Regions from separate parts of the Hordeum vulgare genome. Here regions 1 and 2 are each linked to region 3. A link is a contact called in public Hi-C data. All regions are on one chromosome and are shown on one strand. Each heading gives the region's core, a stretch centred on a gene start, on an enhancer-like site or on the middle of the called end of the contact. The rest is flanking DNA. Distances are from core to core; before and after follow the strand shown.

Region 1 (2,700 bases), core at 45-2,544, 490 kb after region 3:
TTGTGTCATTGTGCGAGAACTTCCTTGGATGTTATCTGCATTGGGGCTTGTTCAAGCGCTTGTTCAAGTGTCGAGGGATGACCGTGAAGAAGTTTCCTTCCTCAGGGCGAAATACCAATGTAGTACAGCTTTGCAGCGGCTTAGGCATTCAGCTTAGGGGCAAAAGTAGCCTTCTCGAGATGAGGTTTTTGGACTCGGTGAAGAACTGGCAGTGTCGGGGATATACCCCGCAGGTAACCCGGCTTGAAGTATGACCCGTTCAAACTTGGCGACTCACTGGTGACCCGGTCGAGCTTGGCGACTCACTAGTGACATGGTAGGCTGGTCAGACGAATGATAAGACAGAAGGCCCAAGGCCCGACGTGCACCCACGCATAAGGCGGCTGATAGAGAGGCAAGGAGGGCCGGTTCACAAGAGAGAGGCCCAAGAAGAGAAAAGACTCCCGTGGGAAGGAGACAAGACTCATATTAGTATTCAAGAGAGACTAGTCCTAGTCCTACTCCTAGTAGGACTCTACATGTAAACCTACCACTTCCACCTATATAAAGAGGGGTAAGGCGCCCCAAGAGGGACAGATTGTCATTAGAGATAGACAGATTAGACAGCTTCGAGATTAGAGGTAGTTATTCCGCCCCTTGTAATCAAGACCATCATCTTCATCAATGAAACACAAACAGGACGTAGGCTTTTACCTCCATCGGAGGGGTCAAACCTGGGTAAACTCGCGTCTCTCAATTCCGACCAATCCCTCTCAAGCCGCCACATAGTTGCGATGGCCTCACACCTAAGTTCTCTCAGAAGGACATATGTCGTGCCAAAATCACGACATTTGACGCCGACCATGGGGCAAAGCACGATGGTGTTAAGTTCTTGAGGGGATTTCTTCACGGATCGAGAAGTTTGCGATTTGCCGGATGAAAAAGAGCGACCATGAAAGGATCTACATCGATTACGAGTTCATCTGTCAATATTGGAAAAAGTTCCAACATTAGAAATAAACCAGATCGGAGTCAAAATATAAGTTTGATGTTGACCGACCACAAATCGTCTATCTGGCGACAAAATTTGCTGAACCACAGAAGAAGCCTACCGCGTTCGCGGCATTAACGAAAGCAAAGGAAAAGATTGATGTGTTCTACTAACGTTCTCGGGTCAACCTCCATCCATAAAAAAGGGAAAAACTAAAGATAAAAAAAAGATGCATCCTGCCACGGCCTGCTGCTACGTATTGCTCTTAAACGATAAAAGGGGGAGGCCGCGACTTCTTGAAGGAAGAAACAGACGCGGACTTGCCGACCACGTCGCCGGTTGGCATCGAGCCGCCTCACTGCCGCAGCCACACCTTGCGCCGCGCCTACCTCCACTACACCGCACCGGCCTCACCTCAAACTGCCTCACCGCATCAGTTGGCTGTGTCGTGGCCACGCCTTGCGCCGCATCTGCGTCCGCCACACCACGTTGGCTCGGTCTCGAGCCGCCCCGCTGCCTCGTTTGCCTCCGCCGCGCCGCAACTGCCACTGCTGACCACGTCGCCGGCTTGGCTTTCCACCACCAGCTTCGCCTCAAGTCGCCTTGCTTCAAGCTAATCTCATGTCCGAGTCAGCCCCGCCGCGTTCGTCTCTAGTCGACTCACTCTGATCCAATCTCGTGTCCGAGTCGGAGGCCAAGCGAAAGGACCCCTTGCTCCACATCAACATGTACGACGGGACAGAGCAGTACCTCAAGAAGATGCTGCATGACTACTAGCACATGAACTCGGAGTGGAGGACGATCCTGCAGTGCTACTTCAACCCCATCGGTATCCACCAGAGCGGGGACAATGGGGATTACTACAAGCGCATCCCCGAGGCCGAGTTCCGACGGATAGTGGCGGTCGTCGCCTGGGAGGATGCCGAGGGAGTCACGGCGCTCGCGGCGCTCATGGAGATCGGCAACGGTGCTCTCCTTCTGCACTAAGGATGCTACGGGCTAATTCTGTATCAGATGGTTGTTGTCTCAGCTGTTGCAAATACGTGCAAAGGAGACCACTGGCAGTTTCAAATATAAGGAGATCTCGAGTTGTTGTTCCATTGATCGGATCAATAAAAGAAAGAAGAAGGAGCAGTTGACTCGTGAGAAATCAACAATACTTGTATACAGCAATACTAGTCCTACTAGACTCGTGAGAGATCAGACTAGAGGGGGTATTAGTTCCGCAGACATCGCGAGGTGAAATCAAACAAGTAGCACATCCATGCTGCGCCTGGCCCTCTGTATATCCCAGTTCATGCAAAGATCATAGATTATACGATCAAATACATCAGATGATATTCATCCAGTGTAATTTTAGCACATAATAATTTTCTTGAGAATAATTACTCTTCCTACAATATTCTATGCAGGATAATTTTTTAAACAATGGCATTATATCGCGACTATAGAGTTCATGCGAGCATGTGTCCATGCCACACTACTCGACAGATACTTGCGCAAGCCGCCACGTTGGTTCGGTCTACATCAACTCACTGTCCGCACCGGCTTACAGCGCCATGGTCGGCTCACCATCCGTGCAAGATTACAATGACGCGGACAATTCTCACGACCGAGACGGCTTACAACGGCGCAACCAACTCTCACGTCCGTACAATCAAGGCGACTTACAACATCGCAACCGACTCTCGCGTTTGTATCAAGTCGCCAGACAGCTCTCACATTCAACT
Region 2 (2,700 bases), core at 154-2,653, 350 kb before region 3:
TTGTGCAAATTTCTTGGGCCATCATCATCCTCATCTTCATCCATGTTTATAAGTGAGCCTTTCTTTGGTGGGGATTCTTTGTCGATCAACTTCCACTTCTCGCATTTTTGGAGCAACTCCCAACAATGCTCTAATTTGAAGAATTTGCCTTCCGAAGCTTCCATGTCCTTGTATCTATGTTGAGCAATCTTGTTCTACAAAATATGAACAAAGTGATGCAATCATTTCCCATGATACATTATGATGATGCACAACTTGAACAAAGGAAAAACAAACTCACATAGTCAGACTCCACGGTGCCACTTGGAGGTGCATTGCGTACTTGCTCCAAGCAAGCCGCCCAACGGCTGCACATAGGCTTGATATTCTCCCAATGCCCTTGAAGCGACCGAAATGTGCCTGCAGTCCTATTAGGATACTTTTTCATAATGCGGAAGTATTGATCTTCGATCCTTTGCCAATATCAACCGCGTTCGTGTCCAACATGTTCATGAACTCGGTTGTTGCATTGTTCGAACCACCGCTATAGCGAACGATAACAAGTCACGAGCTACCGAGACTAATGGCGAAAAATGAAAGGGAATCGCCAAGACTGAAGAGGCATACCTTCCGGCCATTTCGTCAAACACCTCGGTTGCGGGGGGAGCGGGATCGTTCAACGACATCGCCGGAGCATCTCCTTACGGGGGGATGAAGTCAGAGGTTGAATAAGGTGGCTTCCTTGAAGCGAACCTTCCTCCGCTTTACGCCCGTGGCCTTGTCGGCCTTCTCCGCCGTCGGCCGGTATCACACTGCGGCGTTGGCGCCCGGAGCGTGGGCCGTCGCGGCGGGGGCAGCCGGATTCCCGCCCTGCACGACCACGGTGCCCTGCCGCTTGCGGGAAGGCGTGGCGTGTGCTTGGGCGACGGCGGCGGGGGCAACATGGCCGGCGACGAGATCCGCCCCGAGGGGAAGGAGCATGCGCGACCTCGACGGTGACGGGGGACAACATGGGGGTCCTCCATGGCGGTGAGGAACGGCCGGGGAGGAGGAACCGGAGCTTGCGGAGGGGGGGGGGCAATGGTGGCGGAGGGTGCGGGGAGCGGGGATCGGGCGCGCGGAAATATCCCTCCCGCCAAATCTCGCGCGGGATAGGGGTTCAGCTCGGGTCGGCCTCCCAGCCCGTGAAGATAGAGGTTGGGGGAGAAGATTTGCCGCGACCCGCACATTTTTTTACGGACCGGGACGGAATGCGGGGTCTGATTGTGCGGACTTTTTAGCCTCGATCCGTAATTTGACGGTTATTTTACGGGTCGGGACGGGATGCGGGATGTGCTAGAGTTGATCTAGTATGGAGTTGGCTCTCTCAATTCCGCATCCGCTTCCCTCCTAAATTCCTCTTCCCCTGAACCATACAAGGAAGTTTTAGTCTCATGTCCTCTCAATTCCCATTCCCTAGTTTTAATTCCCCCCAACCAAACAGGCTGCTAGTCTTCTTCATGCTCCCACCTCCGCAATAACTCTCACGCCTGCGGCGGGAACGACGTGGGCAGCCAAGAAAACGCCACACGAGCAGCCGCCACCGGTTAGGCCACCAGCGCAGCCCACGCCTACAAGAACCCCCAACCCTAACCGCAATTGCTAGTTCCTCTTAGCTCTCCCACCACCATTTCGTCTTCCTTCTCCTTCTTCTCTTCTTCCTCTCTTCCGTTCCGCGTAGACTGACCCAAGGAGCGGTCGGATGGGTAGATGGGAGGCGCTCGTCGCTATTGCGGTCGTGGCGGTATTTCTCGCGGCGGCGGCCGAGAAAGTGGACGCAGCGAAGGCGGCGGCCAAGGGGAAGTACCAAGCGCTGTTCAACTTCGGGGACTCTCTGGCTGACGCTGGCAATCTGATAGCAAACGGCGTCCCAGACAACCTCACCACGGCGAGGCTGCCTTACGGGCAGACCTACTTTGGCAAACCCACCGGCCGGTGCTCCGACGGCCGCCTAGTAATCGACCACCTGGGTGAGTGCCCGGTTTGATTTGGTTATTTCTTACTGCTTTTCTTGATTCCTCCGAGATTCGGTCCTGATGGGTTTCCTGCGCTTGGTCGGTTATTGCAGCACAAGAATTCGGGCTGTCGCTGCCACCGCCGTCCAAGGCCAATCACTCGGACTTCAAGCACGGCGCCAATTTCGCCATCACCGGCGCGACAGCGCTCGACACGCCCTACTTCGAAGTTAGGGGCCTCGGCGCGGTGGTCTGGAACTCCGGTGCCCTCATGACCCAAATCCAGTGGTTCCGTGATCTCAAGCCTTTCTTGTGCAACTCCACCAAGGGTAAATGTCAAAATCCCACCTTTGCAGCTATGTAGGTGTTGGATTGTGAAATAATTGGGAATTTGCTTTTGAATCTTTTGTTCTCGTGAGGTTTTTGCAGAAGAATGCAAGGAGTTTTATGCCAATTCGCTGTTCGTTATTGGCGAGTTTGGTGGCAACGACTACAATGCGCCCTTGTTTGCAGGCAAGGGCCTTACAGAGGCCTACAAGTTCATGCCGGATGTCATCCAGGGCATCTCCGATGGCGTCGAGGTAGCGATTGCTTCTTTGAGTTATTTGTTCGCTGTTATCAAATGTACTTCCAACTTTAGTTGTTCATGTATGCTTCAGGAATTGATCGCTGAGGGGGCAGCGGATCTTATTGTGCCAGGGGTGATGCCCACTGGGTGCTTCCCCGT
Region 3 (2,700 bases), core at 176-2,675:
CTTCCTCTTTCCTTCTCCCTCTCCCTTCCACGACCCGGATACCCCACTCTGTACTCCTCATACTTCCTCTTCCATCTCCCATTGTAGCTACCACCATTGCTGTAATCATCTCTATTAGTACAACAACCAGTAATGTTACTGTTCCAGCTAGGACGGGTGCCAGGGTTATTGCTATATACATCATCGTACCTCCTCCAGTCATAGAATGCGGGGGATTGCTGCCGCGGTTGAGGCAGGGGAGGAACAGTCCACGGGTCACCGCCGCCGCGTTGTAGGGAGGACGGCGGGAGCACGCCCGTGGATACCAGGTACTCGGCCGCGAGGCGGCCGGCCTCCATGAGCACCTCGTATCTGCGATGCGGCGGCGCGAGAAGCGGGGGGCGAGGAGGAATTTGAGGAGCGTACAGCTGCTTGTGGCCGCCAGGGTACACGGCGCCACTGCCTCGGCCAAACGGCGGTGGAGGAGGCGGCGGCAGGCGGCTGCGGTGGTGGTACTGCATAGCGACTGTTCACACCTTTGACACCTTGCACCGCGGCCGCGGAATCCACGACAATTCACCAAAAATCTGAAGCGAAGAGGAAGAAGAAAAAAGGACAAAGATTACGATTCTGTAAATTCCCTTGAGGCGAGGAATCGGAAACCCTAGGTAAAAGTGTTGAGCAAACTTACAAATCGGAATTAAAATGTCGATCGAGCCATCGGACTCGGAATCCACGGATTTGGGGACAGCACTAATACAGTTCTTGTTTATATCAACTCGTATGATCGAAGCCAAGAGGGAAGAAACCACAACAAATTGCAAGAATTATACTCCGGTGCTGCTGTTTCCGTTCGCGAATCTGATTTCTACGGCGAAGAATTCGTCGATTTTAATGGGAAAGCGGAAAAGGAGTAGATTAATGGGTGCTGCTTTTGGTTGGTCGGACTGTAATAGTTTCGGATGCGGGCGTGAATGCGCGCGTGGATTTGATGGCTCTATCTGCTGACAGTTGTGCGCGAGGTTTTCCGTTTGGCTTCTTTGGTATAGCCATGACAGATGGCCCCGGAGCTTGTGGGGCTACTCGATAGTCACTTGTGGTTGCACACGGCATTGTTTTTTTTAAGGGCAAAGCAGTTACATCAACACAAGTTATGTGGCCGTTCAAGGAGAAGACACACCATTTGCCACGATAGCGCGACGCGCAACCAAGTCAGCAGGAGGTACCTGGGGCCGGAGTGGGCCACTGTCGCCAACGTCTCATCTCGTACCGCTTAACCAGAAAGCGCATAGGGGAAGGAGTCATCCAGAGGATCAACGAAAAGAATGACACGGTTTTTCCTCAACCACTAATGTCTCCTACCTTTCCCCTTTTTCCCTTTCGGAGATCTCGATCCATTCTTGTAATTTGAAAGCACATATGATCCGTTTGTGGTTTTCGATAATTCATGACAACATACATTGTCTTTTGAAATAATATTTTTACCTAGTATATTTCATGTATAGTCTACAAAAATATTGACCAAAGGATTGTGAGGAGAATCCCCTTGATGCAAGGAAAAGAATAGGATTGGCTCAAACTTCAAGCAAGAAGACTCTACATTTTACATTTGTGAGAAATCACTTTTGAGTCCATAGGAAAGCCAATACTGTTAAAAAGGGATGAGGTATTATGATGAATTGGTTGCTCAAGTGTTTAGAGATAGCCACCACTAAAATTCACTCATTCTCCCACAAAATATCTCTGTCCAAAGCTAAACCAGCAAAATTGGTGCCACCAACTTTTTCCACTCGGCCCTACCGATTTCCCGTCACACAGATCCGCTGTCAAATCTTACCATCTCGGTACCACCAACTTTCATATCGGTGCCACCAAGTTTCATATCGGTGCCACCGAGATCAGTGACCAACTTTCTATTGAGCTAATTACAAGAATCGAAATTTTCGAGATTGGATTCGGTCTCACCGAGATTTGGAAACTGCTCTAGGGCATCCTATTGGTACCACCGAGATTTATATGTTGGTATCACCAAAAATTCAAAAGTTTCCACATTTAATGCAACTCGGTACCATCGAGATTCATTTCGGTGTCACCGAGTTGGGCAATAATGTTGTAACAGTTGGATTTTGGGGATGCCTATATATACCCCTCCACCTCCTCTCATTCGCAGAGGAAGCACTCATAACACACTTACACTTGCGATATCCATTTTTCTAACAGAGAGCCACCTACTCATGTGTTGAGATCAAGAGAATCCAATCCAACCATTTGAACCTTGATCTCTAGCCTCCCCAAGTTGCTTTCCATAATCAATCTCTCCTACCCATGCCAAATCTGTGAGAGAGTGTTTGAGTGTTGAGGAGACTATCTTTTGAAGCACAAGAGCAAGGAGTTGATCGCTCTACCACATCTATTACCTTTTGGAGGGTGGTGCCTCCTAGATTGGTTAGGTGTCGCTTGGGAGCCTCCTACTTCGTGTTGTGGAGTTGAACCAAGAAGTTTGTACGGGCAAGGAGATCGCATACTTCATGAATATCTACCGTGAGTGAGGCTAGTCATGTATGGACGTAAGCCATGGTGGAATAGACAAGGCCGCTTCTTCATGGACCCTTTGTGGGTGGAACCCTCTGTGGACTCTCACAGCCATTACACTCTGTGGGTTGAAGTCTTCACTAACGTGGACGTACGATAACACCACCTATCGGAACCACGCCAAAAATT

What was found. A called contact is a pair of places that touch in the nucleus more often than the background predicts.
Region 1: a Hi-C map of leaf shows a contact between it and region 3, with 3 times the contacts expected there. The contact joins the enhancer-like site here to the promoter of LOC123401384 in region 3. A contact is called at or near these places in 2 of 6 Hi-C or Micro-C datasets (leaf and seedling).
Region 2: a contact with region 3 is called in a Hi-C map of leaf, with 4 times the contacts expected there. The contact joins the promoter of LOC123402722 here to the promoter of LOC123401384 in region 3. A contact is called at or near these places in 4 of 6 Hi-C or Micro-C datasets (leaf, seedling and an unstated tissue).

The regions. Positions count from the first base shown.
Region 1 is chr6H:230,869,302-230,872,001 of MorexV3_pseudomolecules_assembly, forward strand. No RefSeq gene overlaps it. Among protein-coding and RNA genes, the nearest start is that of LOC123401838, 84 kb to the right of the region's middle. Within about 2 kb of position 1,295, at least 1 of the 3 cell types and tissues checked has open chromatin away from gene starts, as enhancers often do. A contact at or near this core is called in leaf, where this site is marked.
Region 2 is chr6H:230,032,152-230,034,851 of MorexV3_pseudomolecules_assembly, forward strand. It overlaps LOC123402722 (GDSL esterase/lipase At5g45910-like), which reads left to right and starts at 1,404. Exons shown (of 5, transcript XM_045096674.1): 1 at 1,404-1,988; 2 at 2,087-2,302; 3 at 2,403-2,554; 4 at 2,633-2,700. The coding sequence starts at 1,721.
Region 3 is chr6H:230,380,267-230,382,966 of MorexV3_pseudomolecules_assembly, forward strand. LOC123401384 reads right to left here and starts at 1,426. Exons shown (of 6, transcript XM_045095172.1): 1 at 671-1,426; 2 at 190-566; 3 at 1-99. The coding sequence starts at 500.